Linked DNA regions of Mus musculus: region 2 is linked to region 1. The links are chromatin contacts, called in public Hi-C maps. All regions are on one chromosome and are shown on one strand. Each heading gives the region's core, a stretch centred on a gene start, on an enhancer-like site or on the middle of the called end of the contact. The rest is flanking DNA. Distances are from core to core; before and after follow the strand shown. Region 1 overlaps Fbn1 (fibrillin 1). Region 2 holds the start of Fbn1 (fibrillin 1).

Evidence for each region. Hi-C and Micro-C count contacts between places; a contact is called where the count stands out from the background.
Region 2: a contact with region 1 is called in a Hi-C map of muscle stem cells, with 1.5 times the contacts expected there. The contact joins the promoter of Fbn1 here to the enhancer-like site in region 1. A contact is called at or near these places in 10 of 484 Hi-C or Micro-C datasets (the 3T3-L1 cell line, LSK cells, Sertoli cells and 6 more), 2 of 115 datasets of contacts at active chromatin or transcription factors (embryonic stem cells and heart atrium) and 3 of 9 other capture datasets (adipose tissue, liver and pancreatic islet).

The regions. Positions count from the first base shown.
Region 1 is chr2:125,452,886-125,459,366 of GRCm38.p6, reverse strand. All of the region lies in intron 6 of Fbn1 (fibrillin 1), which reads left to right. Among named protein-coding and RNA genes, the nearest start is that of Fbn1, 50 kb to the left of the region's middle. Within about 2 kb of position 3,121, at least 44 of the 459 cell types and tissues checked have an H3K27ac peak or open chromatin away from gene starts, as enhancers often do. A contact at or near this core is called in LSK cells and muscle stem cells, where this site is marked.
Region 2 is chr2:125,504,039-125,510,795 of GRCm38.p6, reverse strand. It overlaps Fbn1 (fibrillin 1), which reads left to right and starts at 4,358. Exons shown (of 66, transcript NM_007993.2): 1 at 4,358-4,457; 2 at 5,007-5,356. The coding sequence starts at 5,193.

The DNA.
Region 1 (6,481 bases), core at 1,872-4,371:
TAGCAGAGGTGACAAGAAATAATGTAAACAGTAGGAAGACAGTGCACAGATATACAGACACTCAGTTTGTTCTGGGGCAAAAAGGAGGACTCCCTGCTGGGAGCACCCTTTTATGGGAGCACAGATGGAGCCTAAAGGTCTTCTGGCCTCATTCCAAAGCGCTGGGTTCAGGGCTCTCTGAGGTCCACCCCCCTCCACCGGGCTTCTGTATAACTTCTGTCCAAGGCAAGGTATGGGCTTTTAAAGAAATTCTCCTTTGTATTAAGGCAGGGTAGTGGAGTTTTCAAGAAATTCTCCTTTGCATGTATAAATTGGGAGCGGGCCAGTCTATTTCTGAAACTGTTTCAGCTCTGTCTATGAACTGCCGTCCAGAGACTCTTACCAAGTTTATATGCACAGTTGAGAGCATTAGGGGATACGTGGTGCTTATGTTTCCTGGTAGTCATGGTCCCTAGGGAGTCAATCTTTGGGGTTTATTAATGTATATTGGACAGATATCTGGAGCTATGTGGTCCATCTGATGTGCCAAAGTACTTTTTGTAGAACATTAGTCCCAAGAGGGGTCCATGAAGCGTAGTTTCCATGGTCAATATCATTTTGGAAATCCTATACTACAGCCCTACAGCCTTATTCTTGGAGAGGTAATGGGGGCATTAACTTATGAACTCTTGGGAGTTCTGTGTGAAACAAAATATTTTGGCTTAACTTAAAAACTGGATATTCTCAAATCTGCCCATCTATCCTTCCAGAAGCCTCCATTCCCCCCGCCCCCCATTGATGTCTTTGACATCCTTACCCTGAAGCTCTGGATGCTGATTGTATTGATGATGGTCGCTCACATGCCCATGCAATAGCTTCATGTTTTGGGATTAAGTTCTGCTTCTTTCATGATCCCCACTCCGACGAGGTGACCAGCTAAACTCCTGGGTGGTTTTGGATGAAGAGCATCATTGTAAAGACACTCCCTCATTCTCTGAGAGGATTGAAAATGTTCTGTATCCCATGTGGACATGACTGTAAATGCCTATCACCAACCTGTGTGGAGGGATGGAGTCTGTGGAGGACATGAATGGAGCATTCAACAGCTTTCCCACTGTGCCTCCTCATCAACAAACCCTTGGCTCTGAATTGTTCCAGAACTTTAAAAGTCGACAATAGATTGGGATCTTTGTTTCCTTAGAAAATGAAAATATTCTAGAGCAGCATTTCTCAACCTGTGGGTTGCGACACTTTGCTGGTCACATATCAGATATCTGGCATATCAAATATTTACATTACAATTCATAACAGTAGCAAAATTAGTTATGAAGTAGCAAGGGGATAATTTTATAGTTGGGGATCACTATGACATGAGGAACCATATTAAAGGGTTGCAGCACTAGGGAGGTTGAGAACCACTGGTTTAGGGTCTCAATTCATAAAATAGGGCTGTGTCTGTTTCTTTCTGGTGAGCTGTTCCCTGGCTACTGTCCCCACGGAGGCCCCTTTGACCTTCATTGTTGCAGGACACTGAGCCAGGCTATAAGTGAAGGCTTGCAAGTCAGGCCCATGTTTATCCAAAGGGAAAGTGTTTTTTATAAGCTCGGGCTTGCTTTTGAGGAGCTGGGCTTTCCGTCAAGTCACCCTGGGATGCTTGCGCTGTCTCAGAGATCCTGGTCTCTCTAAATCAGTCTCATGAACTTTAGAGCAAAGCAACACAAGGTCCCCTCAGCAGTTTCGATCCAGTCTTTCCTTATATGACTTATAAACTTCACTTGAGAAGAGGACAGTATTTTGCACCTTTCTCTAGCATGGGAAGAATAAAATCCAAGGCACACGGAACATCTTAATGATTCGGGGCTGGCACTGGAAACAGTATGCAGTAGAATTGACCTGTCTTCCTTGAGGAAGACAGCCTTTAAACAGCATAGAAAATTCTTGATTATTTTTTAGAGCTCATAACCTGGAGTAGCTCGGCGCTTGTCAGCCTTCATTTAGAACCACATTCTTCCTGTCATGTTTCCACTTACCAAGTGGGACAAGTTCTCACAAAACCCATAGAAGACAGCTGGTTGAAGACATCCACAGCCCCATCGTGGGTCCCTCACTGTGGGCTCCTTGTGGCTTATGGGTTGTTTTTCTTTATCTTTTATGAATTAGAGGAATTAATAGGAAAATCATTTCCAGACTAACTTCCACCCCAAAGGAGCCCCTATTTCATTTTAATATTATATGACTATCATTTTAATGTTACTTAAAAAAATTCCTGTCTAGGAGATATCATTTTTCTTAACTGCTTTGCCATTCCCGGAATTCTTGGGAATATACTAAGGGCACAGGTTCTGGAGAGAAATCCTTCCATTTGCTGGCCATGGGGCCGTAGGCAACTAACTGCTTTCGTTTTACTTCTCTGATCTGTACAATGGATGTGATGAAGGCCTGTGCCTGGTGAAAGTGTTGAGAAGGTACAGTGGAAGCACTGAACCCAGGACTCAATCATGCATTGCTGGTGACTGGCGTCCTCACTCTTTGCCAGATGTAGCTTCTTCATAAATGATGTCATGAAAGTTACCATACCAATAAAATCAGACCTCTCCTTTAGAGGCTCTACTGTGATCACCAACACCCCCCCCCCCCGCATCCCCCACTCTCCATTTAGAAGTTTTCGGATCGATTCAGATGCAACCAGCTTTCCTCTCGAATATATTATCAGCCATATGCATTTCCTTAACACACGCCCAGCTATTGCATGCAGTTGTACCACAGACTGACACCACAGGAGGGCAACGTGCAAAAAATAATGAGGAAGCAGAGGTCGGCCACATCCTTGATAATATATAATGCCGATCGAGGCTGTGAGAAGCGCTCACTGTCCACCCTAGATAAAGTTTATGGAAGGTTTTACTACTTTTATGGACACATACAACCAAATGAAGTGTGAACCTGCCCCTTCACAAAAACCCAGCAGCAAGATAAAAGAGGTACTTTAGGGGTGTGTTTTTATTCCTTATTATTCTCATGGCTGTTATAAAATATCTGACACAAATGTTGGCTCGTGGTTTAAGAAAGGATACAGTCTGTCCTGGCAGAGACAGCATGGCAGGAGGGGTCGGAAGTGGCTAGTCACATGGTATCTACAGTCATGTAGCAGAGAGCTGCCTGGAAGCACTGCTACCCCCCCCCCCCCCAAGTCCCACCACAAGTGACTCACTTCCTCCAGAGAGGCTCCGACTCCTAAGGGTTCCACAACCCTCCTAAAACGTCCCACCAAAAACTGGGGACCAAGTTCACACAGGTGGAGATTACAGGAGAAGCTTCGCACTCAAACAACAGCTGTGTGACCCTCAGTAGTGTGGCATTCTAAAAATCAGTGAGACGGGTTAGATACTGATGGCTGGCAGAACGGTAGGAGCAGCTGCCCGAATTCATACTTAATTTTACAGTGGCTCTGATAACTTGAGTCTACAGACAGCATCGTCAGGTTGGAGTCAAAAAAGGCCTCCAGGTGTAGCACCACAAGCCACTCTTCTTTTATTTCAAAGCAATAAAAATGTTGGTTCTGGAAGACGCAAGCTTTGAAAACCAAAATATTGGAGTAGTTTAAACCTACAGCTTTCAAAGCATCTTTATTAGTGTTAAGGTCTATGAAGCTCAGCCTGAACAAGAAGGCATCTTAGCGCTGGAGAGATGACTCAGTGGTTAAGAGAGCACACGTCTCTTTTCAGAAGACCCCAGTTCTAGTACCAACATCCACGTCAGGCAGCGACTCACAGCCTCCAAGGGAGTCAGCACCTTTGGCCTCCCGAGAAACCTGCACTCACATGCATAGACCTCTCACATGCACACACCTACACATTTTCATACAATTACAAATATAAATAGATCATTTTAGGCATCCTAACCTGAAAGGAAATTGCTATAAGTGGAGAGGAGATATAAAGTTACTACTGTGTATTGGTGAGAGAGCGCATGTCTGAAGTAGCAGATGTAATACAATTGCCCCAGCTCCTAAACTGTGCTGGTATCATAGCACCTCTTCTGGACATACTGAGGAGCCTCATATAATAGATTTTTCTTCATTACATTAATAGACCAAGTCTCAGATTGATACATAAAATGCCCCCAATGAGCCCTGAAATACTGACTCTGTTAAGATGAGAGGGTTCTTTGTGGTTTTCTTTGAAGACAGAGGGATCTTGATAATTTTATCATGTACATTGCTTTCTTTCTCTAATTCCTGTGCTCATGCAGCTCTGAGCCCCTAGTTTTTCCCTGGAATCATCATTGAGTTGGAATCTGGGTGACCTAGAAACAAGGACACCATGAACGTGAATTGTTGAAACACTACGCATTATGAGACAATGCATGCTTTTGAGTGGATGTCTGCAGACTTATCCCCTGGGAACGCCTTTGGATGTCCTAATTGCAGTTCTGCCCTCCATAAATCAGTCGCTATTTGGACAAGTCATGGCCACCTCCTCAGTCACTAGATACATTTGTAATAGTTTCTGTCAGAAATAACAACAGCCACCTAGCAACATACTGTTTGGTCATGTCCTGTTTTAGAATGCCACGTATGGTTTTGTGGGCTTCAGAAGGGTAAGTTCTTACTGGGTCTAAAAGATATTGAAAACGAAACAGTAGATAGTGACATCACTGTGTACAAGAGTAGGCTGCATGGAGCAGTTTATATAAGAATGAAGTAGGGGCCGGGCCGTGGTGGTGCACACCTTTAATCCCAGCACTTGGGAGGCAGAGGCAGGCAGATTTCTTAGTTCAAGGCCAGCCTGGTCTACAGAGTGAGTTCCAGGGCAGCCAAAGCTCCACAGAGAAACCCTGTCTCGAAACAACCAAAAAAAAAAAAAAAAAAAAAAAGAATCAAGTAGGGGTTTGCTGGTTTGTTAGCATGGTTCTATTCCATGGGGGGGGGGGCAGGTGGTCACTCATCTTGTTCACCACCTTATAACCAATGTCTAGCATTCAGTAACTCAGTAAGCATTTATCACAATTCTTTTGAGTCACTTAAGAAATGATTGATCTACCCCCTGACCCCTGTAGGCAGGGTTGCTTTGGGTTTTAGGTTAGTATACAAAACAATGGCACTTCCATATATATGTTGAAAATCCTCTAACTTTTAAAACTATGAACAGTGTCAAACGCAACCAGTGAATTCTGTGAAAAGTGCTCTCTCCTATGCCATGAAGCCTAGACCTGTAGGATACACATAGACATCCCTAGCTCACTCCGCCTTGGGAGGCAGGATTATTTTATAGCCAGGAAAACTGGGGCTGGAGGGAACCCTAGTAGCCAACACCAAAGTGGGGGCCTAAAAATGAGGTCCATGGCTTCCACAACAGCTCAGGTGTCATGTGGATGTGCCCCCAACCTGTGGCACCCATGGCTGCCACTCTCAATCATTGGCTATTTTTGTTTATGTTTTTTGGTTTTTTGTTTTGTTGTTGTTGTTGTTGTTGTTTTGTTTTTGAGACAGGGTTTCTCTGTGGAGCCCTGGCTGTCCTGGAACTCACTCTGTAGACCAGGCTGGCCCCGAACTCAGAACTCTGCCTGTCTCTGCCTCCCAAGTGCTGGGATTAAAGGCTTGCGCCACCACTGCCCGGCTCATTGGCTATTTTTAATGGACCCTCTGATATTAAGCGTCTTTATTTCTTCCTCTCGGTCCATACACCTCTTTAATTTTGGATTGACATTTTGTAATTTCTGTCCTGTGTCCCTTAGTCTTTTGATCAGTCTTTTTAAGATCTCAATTTTATATGACCAAGAAAATCTTTTGGATTGAGTTTATTGGGAGAGATTGTCTTTAATTATAAAACGCTATTGTATGATTGGCAGTCTTTGGCTGAGGCTGTGATGAATAAAATTTTTATTGAAATATGAGGGGTTTGAGGCCTCATGGAAATTGAGCTTTGGCTTAAATAGGAAGAGAAGAGGTCCCGAAGGAGCTTGAAATCTCTCTCTCTCTCTTTGTGTGTGTGTGTTTTCAGGAGCTGGGTCTCTCCTTCACTATGTGGGTTCTCGGATGTCAGGTCATCAGGCATGACAGCTAATGCTTCCACCGCCGAGCCTTTTCTCTGGCCTCTTTTGAGGGTCGGTCATGGAAGCTAGGAGCCAGGGAAAGGTTGAGAATCAGTTGTCTCTTGGGATCAGTCTGGCTTGTTTCTCAGGAGGCATGGAGTTCTCTTTATCATGCAAACAACTGGGAATTTGAAGTAGAAAGTCTCTGTGGGAACAAGCTTTGGGACTGCCATGTCACAGAACTAGAGAATGCCTTTAATCTAAAAGACATTCAATGAGTGCTGAAAGCACTCATCTGTCCTGTCCCCACCTGTGGCTCAAAGTGGAGAACGTGAGTGGCCACATGGCTGTGGAGATGTTCAGTGATTAGCTTCCTCAGTTACCAAGGTAACAGCACAAAATCACAGCAAGCGTTTGGCCTGCCGTACGGAGCATAACTTTCCAGTCACTGTGCATGATTATGACGTTG
Region 2 (6,757 bases), core at 3,109-5,608, 50 kb before region 1:
AAACATTTTAAAATATCCACTAATTACTAGTATCCACTAATTACGGTTGGGAGAAAATTGAGATTGAAAGTAAAAACAGATGTAGAAAAAGATAATGTTGCTAAAGGAGACTGCTTGTCACTCCCGTCTTAACGAGATTTTCAGATTGCCCAAGACAGCAGGTTAGGGTATGCATTTCCTGGTATAAAGAAACTTTCATTAGGATCCTGAAATAAAGTTCATTCTCTATTAAAATTATTTAATGTAGGTGACTAATTGAAGCCCAGGGGAAATCGTGTGTTGTTTGCCCTCTGTCAGTTTGAGCACAGTGGTCATAATGGATTCCAGATCTTCCAGGTCTTGGGGATGGAGACAATGAATGTCCTCGTGGTGTGACTAATCATGGTCATTTAAGAAATGATGCCCACGGGTCCGCAGTAGCCTGCTGCCCTTCATGAACACTCAGCCCAGGGTGTGTCCCAGAGAAGGATGGGAAAATACCTCATCTGTCTCCTCTGGCCCCGAATCTATCCTCCCTTTCTGCTTTTGCCTCCTGCTCCTCTTTTGTGTCTGGGATATTCTTCCAAGATGGTTCTGTGCAGCCAAACCCTACCCTCCTTTCAAGGCACTACCCAAATCCCATCTCGTCCATTAAGGCTTCCAGACCAGAGCAGTCATACCACTCCACCCAACCCTCTCCCCTGTGGACGCCTTGCTTTGGTGACACCCAGCTCTGGGATGATTCTTCAAACCATTTTCTGTGCTGGCCTTTGTCTTGCAGGCCAGGTAAATGGTAAACTTTGCTGATTGGAGACCCTCAGTCCAAAGGTCTGTTTTGAGGCCTGTGAGCTGTAAAAAGTTATATCACCTTCCCATCATTGAAAAAACCTCAGCAGAGTGCTTCATTGCCTGTGAAAATTAAATGGAGCTCAAGTGTCAATCAAGTTCCACAGATAAAATCTGAGTTTTGCCTATAAAATGCTTGAAGTACTCGCCTTTGCCTCTTGGCTTCCTGCTTGCCGTGCTTGGAACTTTGCAGATATGGTCTCCTTCTGAGAGAATGAGAAGTGCCCTGGAAAGGATTTTTAGGGGCGTCTGCAAGATCTACCCTGGTATGGCACACAGAGCTGGTGTTTAGTAAACATGGGTTGAATGGTACCCAGGGAGGGTGTGTTTTTAATTTGTGATGGATCCAGTGTTACATCCCTTCTTGCTGGCCAGGCCTCTTCTTTACTTTCCTCTGCTGTTGGGCTGGTATCTGTTATGTCTGGTAAGAAAAAAAAAATGACAGGCAATACCAGGGTGGGACCCAGAACTCATCAAAACACAAGTGAAATGAGACTGGGAAATGGAGCTGTTGTTTTGGGTGGAGAGGAACTGTTTGCTTTGGGGGATTGAGGTAATGAAAGCTATTTCAATAACATAATTCAACATTTGTACATGCTCTTTGCCAGAAGTATGGCTAGGCCAACCTCACCCAGGGACCCCCATCTGCAAAATGCGAAGGCTAAGTCTGAAGCGAGAACAAATTCTCCCCTCTGTTCAACAGAAGACAAAACTACATAGACCCTGTGGTTATGACCATGTAAGATGTGACATAGGGACAAGGACTCATGAGAAATGGAGAAAGCGTTAGAATGGCGGGATTATAGGGAAAGACTTAAAAGTTAAGTAGTCAAAATGTTTGATAAAGAAAAGTTCTGGAAAACGATGGCAATATAGTCTCATCTTTGGTGAGGTGGTTAGAAGAGGGTGCTTTACTTTGGTCAAATTGGCTAATGAATAGCTAAGTAATAAAAGGTAGAACACATGGATACATCATTCAATGGCTATCAGTCAACTTACACTTATGTTCATCTCCACAGCCAAGATTCACTTCACTCATTCTTAAGAAAGCAGTGGGGCAACTGAGGCACACCAAGGCTCTGTCAGTGGCTGCAAATGTGTGGGTGTCTTTCTTCAGTACAGAGAATAATAATGGAGTGGGTGAAAAATGGGGTGAGATTTTGAAGCTGTCATCATATCACTCCCCAGGAAGGAACTCCATTGGCTCTTTCAGTTATATCTATGGTTCTCTTTTGTAGGAAAAGCTGTTCCATGTGGAAGTCCAGGGGAGGAGAAACTGAAAGCGAAAGGCAGGCTGGAGGACTGCCGCAGCCCTTGCCAGCTCTCCACTTGCTGGGGAGAACTTGGTGATCATACTATGAGATAAATGGAACCCTTACTGGGGTTTGCTCTGTGCTACCTGGACAAAGCCTTCCGAGGGCCCTGCGTTCAGTCGCTCTGTTCCATTATGTTGCCAAGGAGCAGCCTCCAGGAGACAGGGGACAGGATCACATTGCCTCTTGCATACCACTTGAATACAGAGAAATCAGGCAGTTTCTAGATTGCACAGTGGGTTCAGAACAGCCTGATACACAGAGGTCAGACCAAAGTCCTCCCTAACCCCCAGAAACCTTGCTTCTGCCGACCATGGGACTATGGTTCCTCGGTTTGGACCCCTTTCCCACCTTTAGTAATATCCCTACCACCCCTTTGGATTTGTGGGGATCTTTGAAAAATAGCCATGTCAATGTCCACCACAGACTTTAAAAAACTGGGTCCTTGCCTATTTCTTTTTAAGTTCCTAGAACTTACTGTGTATCTATAGTTAAGAACTTTTGCTCTTTCTAAGTCGCCATGGTGCCTTAAAAGGGTTCAATGATACTTTATCAGGGAAGCCTCCTCTATTGGCCCTAGCCTATGTCTAGTCATGGTCACATACATCATCTAAGCAGTGCCCCGTGTTTGTTGGCATGTAACATATGAGCTACTATTTGTTTCAAGCTTGCCTTCCCTGTCGATCACCTGCTGTGCAAAGGGACTGAAACTCCTGGCTTACTTGCAAGTGATTCTGATTCATCCGTGGGCCAGGTGGCACAAGTGTTCAATAGCTACTTCTTCAATGAATGGTTCTTTATTTGACGACATTTGGAGTATATGTGCTCACTTGTGCGCATGCGTATGCCGAGTACGTTGGTCAGAGGACACATTCAGGAGTCTTTCCTTCCTTCTGCCAGGTAGTTCCTGGTGCTAGAACGCACGTTACCAGGCTTGGTGCTTTATTTGCTCAGAGCCATCTCCTGGCCCTCGAATGAATACCTCTTTTCTCACCTGAAGATGTAGGACGGAATCTCCAGTTCATGGATCTGTTAAGAGGATTTTTTTTTGAAAGTAAGACCTCAATTAAACTAGATAATATATTTAAATAATTATGAATTTAAATCAGTGTTTAAGTCTTCCTATTCAGGTATCGAAGCAGTGCAGTGAGTCCATTATCATGAGGCGTGGTCCATTTTGAAAAGAAGATGGAGTTGATAACATGCCTCGATCTCTATAATCTCATATCCGGGCACAAGATGTTGAAAACAAGAAAAATCCGGGTCAACAAGATGCGTGCATTCTTAGGGTAACTGTGTGGAAAGTGACAGTTGGTGACTGGAGTCCCTGGTCCCTGCGGTCGAGCCCGATGTGGATTTCAGACACCCCCACCCCACCCCAATCCCATGCATGTGTGTGTATGTGCTCTCTGTATAGTGTGTACACATGTGAAAATAGGGTTATTTTAGGAAACCCCATTCCTAACTGAGAGTTGGGCGGGAGGATTGTCTGAAACCCAAATCACAGGCCCCCACATCACAGACTGAGACTTTCGCAGCCTCTTCATTTAGCCTAGGTGAGTAGCTTGACCTGAGCCTCGGGAGAATTGCTCCTCCAGCGGGCTCCTGACACTGGCATGCCCCTTTCGCCGCCGCTAACCTGTTGGCTGGCTCAGTGGTGGTGGCCTCACCACAAGCCCTGCCTGAGCCTCGGAGCCTACAATTTCTCCTCCCAGCCAGACAGCAGAAGACTGGGCTGAGAAGCGAGGGCCACTGCCACAGAGCCCCTTTCCAGCCAGGGCCTCCTGGGCCTCGTTGGCCAAGGTGTCCAGCATGCGTTCTCCGCGCAGGTGGCCCAGCTCTCCGTGCTTCTGATCGCGGGAATCTCGGGTCTGGACCTCTCAGCCGCAGGCAGATCGGTCTAAACCGCTACTCCACCTCTTCCCATTCCCTCTCTTCCCCACCCTGGGACGGAATATCCCAGGCCAGGCAGGACTGGATCACCTCCGCCTCCTCCCAGGGCACTGATCCTGCGAATGAGGGAGGCCCGGGTCCGGGCGGTGGCTGGCAGAGGGGAGTGGAAAGGGAGGATAGATGGGGCCGGGGGTGGGGTGGTGATGGGGGGAGGTGGGGAGGGTGTCATTTTCTTTTTCTTTCTTTCTTTTTTTTAAAAAAGTATTTCTCTCGCGAGAAACCGCTGCGCGGACGATACTTGAAGAGGTGGGAAAGGAGGGGGCCGCAGAGTTGGGGCAGAGACTGTGGGTGCCACAGGCGGCCACAGCTGGGACAGCTGCGGAGCAGAGCAGCCACCGCCGCCTGAGAGTCCGAGCCGCTAGTCCAGTGGGTCTCATGGGGTCCCGCCAGGGTCGGGCGGCAGGCGGGTGGCTGGAGGGCCGTTTGCGCGGCATCCAGGGCAGGAGGCCGGGCAGGGTGAGGGGATGTCTCGAGCATCTGCAGCTGGCCCTCTCTGCCTGACAGCTGCAAGATCCGGGACTGCAGTGCCCTGCTCCACGTCGGATGCAGGGGACTGGCGGGGTTGGCCATGACCCGGTATGTGGGCGGAGAGGACCCTTTTTGGAGAGCTGGGGCGTCAGCCGTCACCGCGCGCAATCAGTGCCATTAAGACCGTGTAGGCAGTCCGCTCGCGGGACGCCTGGGCTCCCTAGGGACACGGTACTTGGCGCCGCGAGGCCACAGGGTCCGCGGATGCCAGTCGCCGGGTTCTGGCTCTGCAGCTAGTTGGGATCGAGTGGTCCTCGTTCCTCCGAGTAACTGCGCCACGCGCAGGCGGCGCGCGGTCTGGGCTCGGCACCGGGGACTGCGAGCTTTCAGCATCCCGGAGCCCTGAGTGTCTCACCTCCCCGCCTTGGGGACTTGTCTGTGTTGCAGGACAGGCAGGGACTACCCGAAGTGGGAGCAGTCCCTGGAGAAGAAAGCTGTAGGACCCAGGCCGGGGACCTCTCTGCATCAGGACAGCCGGACAGTGAGACAGCGGGACCCCGGAGACTCGGGCCGCTGGAAGGCGCGGCGGCGGCGGCGGCGGCGGCGGCGGAGCGAGTGGCGGCCGGCGGCACCATGCGGCGAGGAGGGCTGCTGGAGGTCGCGCTGGCGTTCGCCCTGCTCCTCGAGTCCTACACGAGCCATGGGGCGGACGCCAATTTGGAGGCTGGGAGCCTGAAGGAGACCAGAGCCAATCGGGCCAAGAGAAGAGGCGGCGGAGGACACGATGCGCTGAAAGGGTAAGGGAAGCTCCCAGCTGCTTCGGTGTGCCTCCCCTCGCCCTTCTTGGGACTTTAAGATCCACAGCAACTGACAGGGCAGGTTCTGGCCCGTAGAGGACCCTGGGTGAGATCCCCGGGAGACAGCCTGGAAGTGCCAAAGTTACTCGGTCATCAACTCTTGTTCAGATAACTCGCCTTGTTCCTGGCCCAGAGGAGAAGTCCTGGCTGGAGGGAATCCTGGGCCATTGTTGAAGCAGATTTGGGGAGGCGAGAATGGTTCCTTGTGGAAGAAGGGGAGGAGCTGAAACCCAGAGAAAGGGAGAAGCCCACTGCTTCTGCTGCTTACCAATTCCAGTTGCAGGGAGAAGTGCTTTTCCCGTGTGGGCATCAGCTATTTGGGAGGCATCGCTGAAAGGGAAGAATCCAGAGACTGAGATGAGATGCGTGGTCAGGAGATGGTCCTTCCTTTAAGTCATTCTCATGAAAACCAGAGCTGTACACTCGCGTTCAGACACCTACCCTGGAAGTTTGTAAGGCAGAGGGTTTTGAACACTAGTGTCCGGCCTGCGTGAGCTCTGCATGCAGCTGTGGCTGGCTCTAAATGGGTGTTCATGCGGTATCTTCTTGGAAAGCCCTGTACTATCAGCTTCCCATGCCCTAGTGTTGCAGCTGGGATGACTTAAATCGGTCAGGTTGGCTGTCTAAGGCTTGGCAGTTTCCGGAGCTGAAGGAGATGGAAATAATTCCCCTAAGAGTTTTTAATCGTTTAAAAAGGACAATCTCTGAGATTAAGTTGGAGTCTCTATTAGAAGTGGTAAGATAGAAATAAACGGCCACAGTTCTGTCCTTTGGAAGAGCCTGCTCAATGATTCAAGCGAGTGCACATGCTGAAGTTTCTTGTCATTCTAGGGGTGCATTTTTCCTGACTTGATAAGAGTTCAGTAAATGGGTGGAAAATTGATTTTAATGTTCTCAAGAGGCCTTTGTTTGGTTCAGCATCTTTCTTTCAAAAATCTATTTCTGCTGCACAAGATCATCTTAGTATCTATTGTGATGGCATTGCTCATATATATGCCAATATAAATGCATATATATATATATATATATATATATATATATATATATATATATGGAGGGGGAGAGAGAGGGAGAGAGAGAGAGAGCGAGGGAGATCTTTCACTCTGGGTTGCAAGTCTTAAGGCCAGAGTTTTGCCGGATCTTAGTGTGCTTCTGTTACCAATTTGCATGTCTCTTTTTGAGAAGACAACCTGACAAACAGAGAGGTGTCCCTTCTCTGCTGACAGAGCTGCACTTTGCCACACCATTGGGTTTCACATGAGCTTATGAATATAGAGTTATTGTCTGTACTTCTCCTAGTGCCTGATCTGACAGACTCCTGTCCATTGCAGTTTTTAAAAG